2 separate regions of the Siniperca chuatsi genome follow, and region 1 is linked to region 2. Evidence: chromatin contacts called from public Hi-C data. All regions are on one chromosome and are shown on one strand. The core of a region is the stretch at or near the end of the contact, and the rest is flanking DNA. Distances in the headings are between cores, read along the strand shown. Region 1 holds the start of ldhd (probable D-lactate dehydrogenase, mitochondrial). Region 2 overlaps chka (choline kinase alpha).

Region 1 (5,286 bases), core at 529-3,028, 85 kb after region 2:
ACTTACTTTACGCCTGAATAAGTTATGGTGTAGTAGAGTAATATACGTTGACAGGAGACGCTTCCAGCCCCACCTGTAACTTCCCTAAATTTCACTTTGAACCCACCTTGTTTTGTTTTGTTTTTTTTGGCTTGCAGCGACACCCTCTGATAGGACAGAAGCTTTGCCTCACTTCGTCCAAGCAAACTCCATCAAGTTCGCCGGCATTAGCGAGGACATGACCGGAAACGCATGAGGTGGACTTCAGAATAAGTACAAAAGTTTTCCTGAAAAAGTAAACATTGGAATATACAGACATCCAAATCTTCTGGTATGACAAAGTTAATGTCCAATTATTTCCTTCAAAAACTTCCAAACCCACTTTAACTGCATTTTGTGGGTAATGCAATGTAATGACATGTATGCATCAATAAATGAAAAATAAATATAATATAATATATACATATAATAATAAGTTTAGTTGAGGATAACCTAAATATCAGCTTAAAGGGCCTTGGTCCTAAATCTTTCCTGATGTGAGTTTTGCTTCATTATAAAGTTTTTGTTACTCTCTACATACAAACATACACTCTTAAAGATCACCTCCAGACACGTTTTAAGATACAGATGAATATAAAAATGCACAGCTTGGAACAGTAATTTGTGTCTGATAAAAAAAAAGTCTGACAAAAATGTTCAATCACCTAGTTAAAAATTCTTACAATTACATCTCTCATTGAAAAATCCAGAATCTATGAATATGCAAAATGTTTTAAATTTAAAAGATCAACTGTTGGACACAAGATGTCTCTTATTTCACTGAAAAGCAATGAAAAGTGATCCACAGTTTAGTCCACATTGATTTCTGTTGTGCTGACTGTGTGAAACGTTTTGAACAAGTGAATTCAGTATTGAGAAACGTGTGTTAGCAATTGTAAAAAAAAGAAGAAGACTTAAGTCTTTTTGACACGACAATAGCAGTAATCTAACATGCTAGAAATGAATGCAAATTGATCATTGTCTTTCAAAATCAGGAAATATGCATCATCAGTGCAACGTTTAACCGGACTGTGAGGTACTTAATTATAAAGTATTATAAATGTGACAGTAAAGCATTTTTGTATAATTGTTTGTAATTGTGCTTTATGCTTTCCAAACTTAACACTCATCTTTTCGCCTTAAGTTTGCGCTTATTCTTGATTACCTTCTACCTGTTTCCATTACCCTGCCGACAGGTCGCTCTCAGTCTCAATGAATCTATTAAGCCCAGTACTTATAGTCCATGTTTGTCCTGCCGACGACAATATTGTAAACTTTCTAAAAAACACTGCATCTCTTTAACATTGTTTGTGTCCCACAAGCACAGTTGCGTGTGTCTCTCTCTCTCACTCAGGCTCCTCTGTGCTGGACCATCGGCCGTCCCGGGATCCCTGGCTGTCGGTTTGGATCTGGATCTTCGTTCTCCATGAGATTCAGCCTGTCCTCTAGTCTCTGTCTCTCCCTCTGTGTTTGTCTATTCCTTTCTCCTACCTGTGTGAATGGTGTGCTTGAGTTTTGCCTCTTGTGTGTTTGTGTAGTCTGTCCTCTTCCAGGTCTCCATGGTGGAGACCCTTGAGGCAAATTTGTGATTTGTGATATTGTACTATAAAAATAAAACTGACTTGACTTGGCTTTACAGGTTTTTTACAATTGCTAAGTCACATTTCTCTATGAAAAAATGAGAACCTATAGAGAAATGTGACTTAGCAATTGTAAAAATTGTAATTCTTTGGTAGTTGTAATTAATTTTGAAAATAATTTACCGGAAGTCGTGTATTTGTCATGCCCCAGATTCAGTGACATTAGTCCGGTGCAGGGTAAATAATGTTGTTTGGCTTGACACTGAGCCGTAGGCTGCTGTCTCATCGGCACTGCGTCCTGCAGTGTCGCAACATTAAATCAGAAAACACAGTCAGAGTAAGTGCTTTTTTTTAAATAGTTACACTTTATCGTTTAATTTCAATGCATTGTAAGAGGTCACGTGTTTAGCGAACGTAAAATTCATACGTAACACCACCAGGTCGAAGGTTTGGTGTGTTTGGTGCTAGCGTTAATAAAGCCAATAACATAATAACAGCCCAGTAACGTTAACATAGCTAATATAGCACGCAATGTAGTAACATTGTGGACATAAGATACCTATTAACCTATCTGTTGTTCCATATACCTTTAATTAATTACCTTTAATTAACTTACAGACTTTCGACTAAGGCTAGATTATAAATGATAAAACTGAACAGTAACGTTAATGTAACATAGCTGAGTTGTATTTTAGGGGTATTGGGTTAATGTTAGCTTTATGCAACCTTATTTAGCTAGGCTATATATTGTGGTAGCTACAATATATGTGTGGTACTGTGCTCGTAACTTCTGAAAAGTACTACCCCCGAGCAGGGGGGTAAAATAATGTCCCCGGAACTTAATTTAGACCCTGGTCCCTGCAGTGGATGTCTGTAAAACTTTTACGATGCTGTCTAGGGGAAAAAAGCTTCATTCATAACCTCCCGGGATTCAGTGGCTCTTACTTTTAAATAATTGTTGGCCTAGCCAGGTGCTTTTGTTGATAAGCCTAGACATATTAAATTGACAGAGTTGAATGGGATTTGACACATTGTTCTCTTTACATAAGAGAGAAAACATAACATGTAAAGGCCAGTTTTCAGTGTAGCCTGCTGTTAAATTCAAGTGAACGATGTTATATTTCTAACATTTATTTATGTACTTTTCCTCCCACTCTCTTGTGATTCACTCTCCTTCGCTGTGTGTAATCATTTGTGTTTGTGTGTCTGCACAGAGTGCTGCTCTGGACAGCGTGCTCTCTGCATTCAGGTCTATATGTGGTGAGGATGGCGTCTTTTTGGGTGAAGCCGTCAGAGAGCAGCACGGCAAAGATGAGTCTGTCCACAGGTCAGTCTCTCTCTCTCACTCTCTCACAGACACACACATAATATTGCATGGTAATGGTGTTTTCAATACTTTGCAAATGTTTTAAAAACTGCATTTTATCCCAAAATAACACAGTAACAAGCTGTGCGACAGTAAACAAATAGGAAATGATACCAGTGGTTCAAGGACAGAAAAACCTGGCTTAAAAATATCCAGACGGCAGGTGAGGGACACTACAAAGTAGCATCAGTACATCCATACTGTGCCAGTGAGGCCTTGAGAAAGCTAGAGAAGCTCAAATGTGCATATTAGGAGAAAAAAGAAATTCGTTTTCAGCACACACACATATAGATAGGTTTTAAACAAGACCAGAGTGCCACTTAGCACCTGAGCTGCAGGATGTATGCTCAGGTTACTTTCTCACCTACACACAGCAGGCCAATCACGGTGTGAAGTGGGTGTCAGTGTTGGGTTGTTGGCTTCAGAAAGTTGCAGAAATGGTCAGACACAGCCCCCCCGATCTGACGACGGAAAGGTGTAGGAGGAGGGGGTTTCTGAAACTATTAGACAATCCGACAATCAGTTTGGCAGCTTAAGTCCAATAGTCACGCTCTTTTAGGCTCACTCTGTTTAGTACTCCACCAACTCCTTAAAAAAATATCAGGCTCTTTAGCTGCTAAATGCTCCACTATGTTCACCAGCTAGTTGCTAACTTTGTCTGTCTGCCATTTGGTTCTGGGCAGGTAGTGTACAGGGAGTTTATCAGAGCTTTTTTGCTGATAAGCAGCTGCCTGCTGTGGTTGGAAACGAGGTTAATGAGAGCTGAGTTGTGAGCCGGAAAACCAAAACAATGGGTCTCATTCACAAAACTTTTCTTAAATTCTTCTTACTTTTGCTTTTGAGAAAAGTGCCCACGAAAAATCTACTTGGGATCCATGAATCATGCGCAGCCCCTCGATTTTGTGCATGCCCCAGGTGTATCAGATGGTGAGTCCCAATTGTTTCTAAATTCGATGCACATGCCTGTTTGTGTTAATTAGCATAGGTAGACGACCAGACAACCCCATAAATGGCATTGAGACATGCGGCTCGTGTGCAAAGGAGAGAAGAATATAGTCCACATTTTGGTGTGAAGAATATATTTAGTAGGCCTTAAAAACAAGTCCTGATGAAGATGGCTTTGTCCGCCGAAACGTAGATTTTATAGCCTAATAAATATATTTCTTGCATCAGAGTTTAGAGTGTGGCTATCAGGCAAGCACCCCATTAATCCAGGTTTAGTAGTAGTTTTCTCTACTACTGCAAATATAGAAGAAACCATGACGATAAACTTTTCAGGCTATGAGATATTAGTGTTATTGTCGGAAGTGACTGTAAAATATCCAACTTTCAAAAGCGTAAGCACTAAGCAGTGAGAGCTAGGAGCAGATATATATATATATATATATATATATATATATATATATATATATATATATATATATATATATATATATATATATATATATATATATAAATTACAGCAGACAGAGACACGCACCTTGGATGAAGTCAAAAAGCAATTGTTTGACATAAAATTTGAATCCAAAAAGCATAAATCATACTACGGATTATAATGGCGTAGGGTGGCCGCCAGATGTGGAGCAGTGAAATATCAAAAGGATTGGGGGAATAGCCTAGACCGCGGTGTCAGGTGTCCAGTCAGCCAACACATCTGCGCTGTCACTAAAGATGCACTAATGGCACAATTATCCAAGTGCTCCAAACGTGCTTGTGAGTCTTTATAATCATTAATAATTTTGATCAATCATAGCCTAGACTAAACTTGTATTCCCAATCGAATCGCTTAAGCCTAGTATTAGGCTGCATCTATCAATGATGTTGTTCATAAAGCTTAGCTAATATTTAGACCTACAAATGCACCGATAAACATTTTGTTGTTAATTTGAGGTTTGGTACTACAATAATTGATTTTGCACCAAGAACTAACGCATTCTATATAGAAGCCACTTCAGCTCAATGCCTTCCTGCATGTTTCCAAACACACGTCAGTTTTAATCTTACCAAAGAACAAAGTCAGGAAAGAGAAAAAATGATGAATGACAATATGTTCGTGGAAACTTTCGTAAGTACACTTTACAATCAGATTTGATCGTATGCACGTTTTGTGAATGAGGCCCAATGACTTGAAAGAGGCTATGGAGCGCCATTGTGTTAAGGGAAGCTGTAGAGTTGGGTGATAAGTCTCTGTGGGTTCGTCTTTGTGAGTGACCTCTTTCACATTACACATAGTCATTTCATCCATTGTTCATATAAAAATACTGATCAGTGCAGCATTAAAGATATAGCTTGGCCAATTCAACAGAACTAAAAGGGTTAAAC
Region 2 (6,144 bases), core at 3,372-5,871:
CCTTTTGGACACAGTGAATGCTGAATGTCAGGACATATCTGCAAAAGATTGCCAGGGATGGATCAGACATGCAAAAAGATTCTTTCCCAGGAGAGGACATAAGGTGTGATGTGGATGAGAACTAGCACTGTTGTATTTCTATAGCTGTAGCTGTCCTATACAAGTATGAATAGTGAATATGTATAGTTTTGTATTGCATTACTGGAATTACTTTAGTTTAATTTTGTGCACTTGGAATTTCTTGATGCAGAAATAATTAATAATTAAAGCCTACTGAAGCATATTGCAGCATTTCTGATTCATTTCTGGGACATTTTTGTTGTGATGGAATCTTGGTTTACAATAAATAAATAAATGAAATACCTGACAGGCGATAGTGATACATATTGTAGTGCTACCAGTTATTGGTGCTTTTTTTAGATCGTTGTGTAATGACAAAGTGTTACTGTTGGGAGACTGTTCTGGTTCCAGAGTTGATTCTGAGAAGTGTACCAAGTGTTTTGGTTGTATTAGTGCATTTTGGATGTTAGATTAACTGTTGTGCAGAGCTGCATGTTGATAAAGAGAACTGTCTGCGCAGTTTTGAAAAGGTGAATTCAGTACAGAAAAATGTGTGTTGCCAATTGTTAAAAAACTGTAATATAGAGTGTTCTGACTTGTGTATATGGCAAAAAGCATCTTGAACTTGATTTTGTTTTCAACAAATTTGCTCCATATGCTTACTCACATTCACACTACATCACCACAGAAAGAGAAGAATTGCTTTTCACAAACTTGATTCTACTCAGTGACATGGGGCTGCAAGTTGCAGTTCAGTATGTAAAATATAGACAAATAGAGAGTACAATGGATTTGACTGTGGCAGAATTTAATTTAAGCTATTCAATTAAACGCTTCAGTGTAAGTTAGTTAGTTGTGTTATTTATTGTGTCATGCACATCCAAGTGTTTTTGCACATACACTGTTTTGAAAAACAAATCCAGGCATGTCTATGCAGAATGTCCCAGTTAAAGAGCTTTCTCGTGAGTCACTGTGCAGACATGTCTGTTCCAAAGTTTAATCCTCTCACATTTGTGTCCAGCGTTTGGAAGTCCCCCTTCTATATCACTACTGATGGCCAAAACTGGTGAAAACCTGGGTTACTGTGATACTGAAATGATAAAAATGAGCACATGACAAGGTTTATGACAAGTTCATTCGAAGTAGAAATATTAAAACTATAAAATCTGTATTGCACTTTTTCATTGGATTTCCCAGAGAATAATTTTTCAGTAAATGTTACCTGTTACCTTTCCTGTTTGTAGAAAGATTATATTGGTAGAACGTTACATTACAGCTTGGTAATAACATAGTAATATTGGGGTAATAGTTTAATAATAAAGAGGCAATAATTAAGTAATACCATGCAATTACCAAAGTAATAACCAGGTAATAGCTTGCTATTAACAATGGGTATATCTGGGTAATATTAGACTGAAATTTATGTAACAGGGTAAAAAGGGGCCAAAAACAAAGGGTAATGATGGGGAGACAGAGGAGAAAGATAGCAACGAGGCAAAACTATTTAGTAATATTATAGTAATATTTTGGTGACATTATGGTAACCTTGTAACAATAAAATGGTTATATCAGTACAATATTTGGATTAAAATATAGCAATATGGTGACATTAATGGGGTAATAACCTGATAATTATGAAGAAATAAAGGTTGATGTTTTCACAATATTATAGGCTACTATCAGCATAATACCTTCAAAATTGCATGAAAATGATTGGAAGTCAAAATTGGTAATAACCATTTTATAATGCTGAAAATTCATCCTCCCTTATGTTCCAAACATTCCCTTTTGTTTCAAGGTAATATTGTACAAATGATATGGCTAATGCTGTGACTTGTTACCTGGAAACACTTGTGGTAGTTTCTGTGTAATAACCTAAAATGCTAAACTACCTGTTTCTATTTAATTTCACAGTAATATTACTACTTGCACAATGTGGTGTGATATCCATTTTACGAACTTTTCATCTGTTTACTTCCTGTCAACTCTACAGTTACGTTACCTTTGCCTCCAACCTTTAGTGATAATGATTACCTTATTCGGTGCTTGGAAGAGCTGCTCTCTTTCGCAAGACAGCTGCATCAGTCACTTTCATTTTTGGCAGCTCTTCCAAGCACCAACTGTAAAAAAAAAAAAAAAAAATGTTTTAAGGCCATAGCAACCTAAGTAATAACCAGGTAATAGCTTGATGCTACACTGAGTAACTAGCTAACATCGCTAACAGTTATCTAATGCACTGAGGTGATTATCAAAATGATCAAAAACACTATACACAAAACATCTTGGGTATTGAGGAGCTGCAGTGTTTATTCATGGGCAAACTGTGACCTACACTGTACATTTACTGCCACTAGACAACATCACTGCTAACCTGTCCCTCTGCTCTGATCGTCAACACCTGTCTCCTCTGAGTGCAGTCACCATCACACACTCACTACGCACTGCCCTGTTCCTTAAAGGAGCCACGCTACTCTTATAACAAACAGGGAGGAAAAGTAAAGAAAGATGTGAGTAGATGAGGATGGGCTGTGAATGGGCTCAAATATTACCAAATTATTACTATAATATTACTAAATAGTTTTGCCTCTTTATTATTAAACTATTAGCACACTACTACTATGTTTTTTACCGAGCTGTAATGTAAAGTACTACCAGTATGACTAATACAGTCTGTATCTTATTTACCAAAAGCACGACTGCAGGCGGGTCACATAGATGTAAACAAGCAACTTGGCTGGGCAAAAACCCCCAGTTTACCATGCCAACTCTTTAGCCTCCCCACTACTCTTTGTCTCTCTGTTAACATTCCTCTACACTGCATTCTTGCCACCCTGTCTGTCTCTGTGTCAGCAGTGGGAACCAAGGCCTCAGCGTGACTCTGTGATATATATATATTGTTATATATATACATTGTTTACATGGGTCCCAACATAGAACTTCCTCAACGCTTTTACTGTATAAACTTCCAGTGTGATGGCAAATTTACTGACCACGACCGACTTTTCTGTCTTTCTCATGGATTTGCTAACAAATGGAAGGGAGCTGACACACAAACACACACACAGAAAGAAATTTTCCAGCCCTCCAAGCAGTGTTCAATGATCTCTGTCCCTTCCCCCAGTCTCTGCTTGCTGTGAGTTTGCAATCCTTTCAGTCCCAAACACACATGCAGTCACCCTCCTTCCCTCAGTTTTACTTCTTACCTTTGCCTCTTCTTGTCCCGCTTACCTTTATCTCACTACCCTTTCTACTTTATTGTCAACAGCAACAGGAATCTTTGGAGAACAAAAGGGGTGGGGGGGTGAACTATGCTCACTGACATTTTCCATACAAAAATCTAAGTTCATTGTTTAGGGTGAGGTAGCTTGACATTTCTCAATAGCCTGGCTGCCGCAGAACACTCTCTTTTTGCCTGAATGTGACCACATTTATGTAAAGATACTGTTGAAGAAAGCACCAACCCTATATCATACTGAAGTGTTATGCAATCCATTCCATTAATCCAATATTTCTTGGCTTGCTCTTATGTATACCACTTACTCTGATTACTACAGCAACTTGAACCTTCCACACACATTTTATAATGTCAGGTTTTACATTTTAAAACCACTGCTCAAGTGAAAACCAGGGTGTACTTTACACTTAAATGTGTTTTTGTAGATTGGGAATGTAGTCATTTAGTTAAAGCTGCACTTTTTGGCCACTAGGGGGCAGAAAAACATCAAAACAAGCTGACAAACAGCAACCACCATATCACCAGCTTATCAAGTAGTTGTAGTTAACATATGAGCATACCTGGCAACACTCCCGTTTTTCCCGGGTTGTAGTTGCTCTATTAGGTAGATGTTGACTTAAGGAGAAATATGTTTTGGAATAATGTTTTCTTGAATAACAGGTGTCTCAGCCCACCACAGTCAGCTGTGGTGGTTGCTGAGTGCCCACCCTTGATCCAGGTTTATTCCCCTTTGTCCTGATTTGATTTTCTGACTTTAGCACCTTACAATCTATGAATCATTGTCAGACGTGGCTGCACTATGGAGCTAATAAATATTTTATCTTAATTAATTTTGAAGTGCTGTGAAGCAACAGTGTATCATGGTTATTTGATTTGTGAATATCCTCATTGGGCAAAGTGCAAAGCCAACCACTGATAAATGCTCTAAAGAGAGAAACCATAAACACCATAATATAAACCAGACACGTGTAAACTGTTTTTACTTTGTTGTACACACTTTATTTGATCTACTGTTGGCAGTATCGTAGAGCCATGACACTACAAAAAGTAAAGGAGCACAACTTACACTGGTTAGCAAATGAGCTCAGCTGGATGTGTGTTATTTTCTAATTATCTAAAAGAAAAACAGGACTGAAGCAGGACTGTGAGTGTGAATCACACAGATGGTTTATTGTCTTGATTTTCAAAAATAAAATTTGGTCTACGCAGCAAACCCTCATTTAAAAGAATATATAATTTGATAAACTGAAGCTGTGCTGTCAAACTGCAAAGCTTCTGCAAAGTCTCAGACAGAACAATGTGAAAGGATACTGTTTGGCAACAGTGTGACGTTGGCTAAGGTGATCTGACCGTTGCGTATGGATAGTGCAGTTGGCTGCAGCTTCACTCCACCAGGCCAAGTCTGACTCATCGCTGCTCTCACTGCAGCATTCCACTGTCTCACTCATCACAGTGTCCATTATCTCAATGAGCATTCCACATACAATCTGTATTGACTGCCTTGCTGTGTACATCAGCGCTGTCCTTATCTCAGCGCAAACTCTCAGCTACATTTAAGCAGGAAGTTTGTAGAGATGCATGTCTGAACAGAAAAACTTAGAGAATGTGAGAATACCAGTTTCAAAGTAAATAAGCAGCCATTTACTCAGTCACCATGGTTTGTTTGTTTGACCTGTCTCACTGGGTGTCTATATTTAGCATGAATACATGTCCAAACAAAAGAAACCACTGGCCAGTCAGTTGTTTTCTCTTTAATTTTCATTTGTGCAAAGCAAAAAAGTAAATTTACAGCAGTTCACTCGAAACCTTTTCAATTACAAAGTATATATGAGTACATATACATTCAGTGTAGCTGCATAGATAGCAAATATTATCACTGTGAGTCACATGATAGTGTAGTTGTGGGTGCTATCACAGAGCACAATGTGTTTTTTAACAAAAAAAATAAGTGAATTACATTAACACAATGTACAGTATCAAGAATGATAAGTTTGTCATTCTTTATATTTGGATAATTTGGATTTTAGCATGACCCTCTATATTTTAGTTAGTGATTATTACAAACATGAAATTACAAGTATAAACAGATGTGAGGGTGTTTGTTAGTTCACTACTGGGAACAAATTACAATTTTATTGGAAGAACCAATTAAATCAAAATTTTAGTGTTTAGTGTACATGATACTGAAGGTGAAATAATTATGGAATGTACTGTAGTTACAGATCCCGGTGTCCATTTTTTCTATAACAAATATAAAAAAATCATGGAAAAGGACATAAGAATTGAGATAGAAAAAGCATGTAGTGAAAGGTCAGGGCAAATGATGCATTTCAAAAATGAAAGACAAAATTAATACAAATTCAGGTTAGGTAGAAGAGCCACTGAATGGTATTGAAAGAAAGAATATGTGCTAAAGTAAATACTACTGCCTCAGGAAGGATGTACCAGTAACCTTTTAAATTTTATTCAGTATAATCCACTGCACATTATGCTGGTGCATCCCTAGTCCCATTGTATCTCAAAATAAATTTAAAACTATACATTAAGCACATTCCAAAGGAAATATAACAATGAAATTCACTTTCATGTAAAATAAAACTAACATTTCAACAACTTAGAGTCACAGTTCAACAACATGCAAATGTTTAAACATGAAAATACACAAGTACATACATTGTTTTTCTTTCTCGGGTCCTCAGATCAAAAGTGCCACAGTAGACATTCAAACACCTCTGGATGGTTCCAGTATCAGGTGACTGGTGTAGGGGTCAGTTTAGTTTTATGATCCAGTTCAGCTATGTGTTCACTGTATATCACTGTGTAGCTATTCTCACAAGAAGTATGAGGTA

The links. Hi-C and Micro-C count contacts between places; a contact is called where the count stands out from the background.
Region 1: a contact with region 2 is called in a Hi-C map of liver, with 2.5 times the contacts expected there. The contact joins the promoter of ldhd here to the enhancer-like site in region 2. A contact is called at or near these places in 2 of 3 Hi-C or Micro-C datasets (liver and skeletal muscle).

Annotation. Positions count from the first base shown.
Region 1 is chrLG4:25,578,935-25,584,220 of ASM2008510v1, forward strand. It overlaps ldhd (probable D-lactate dehydrogenase, mitochondrial), which reads left to right and starts at 1,779. Exons shown (of 11, transcript XM_044191994.1): 1 at 1,779-1,935; 2 at 2,813-2,925. The coding sequence starts at 1,843. It overlaps fam169b (protein FAM169B), which reads right to left and starts at 237. Exons shown (of 9, transcript XM_044191996.1): 1 at 107-237.
Region 2 is chrLG4:25,491,085-25,497,228 of ASM2008510v1, forward strand. chka (choline kinase alpha) reads right to left here. Exons shown (of 11, transcript XM_044194306.1): 11 at 5,032-6,144. Among protein-coding and RNA genes, the nearest start is that of LOC122875326, 19 kb to the left of the region's middle. Within about 2 kb of position 4,622, the one cell type or tissue checked has an H3K27ac peak away from gene starts, as active enhancers do. A contact at or near this core is called in liver, where this site is marked.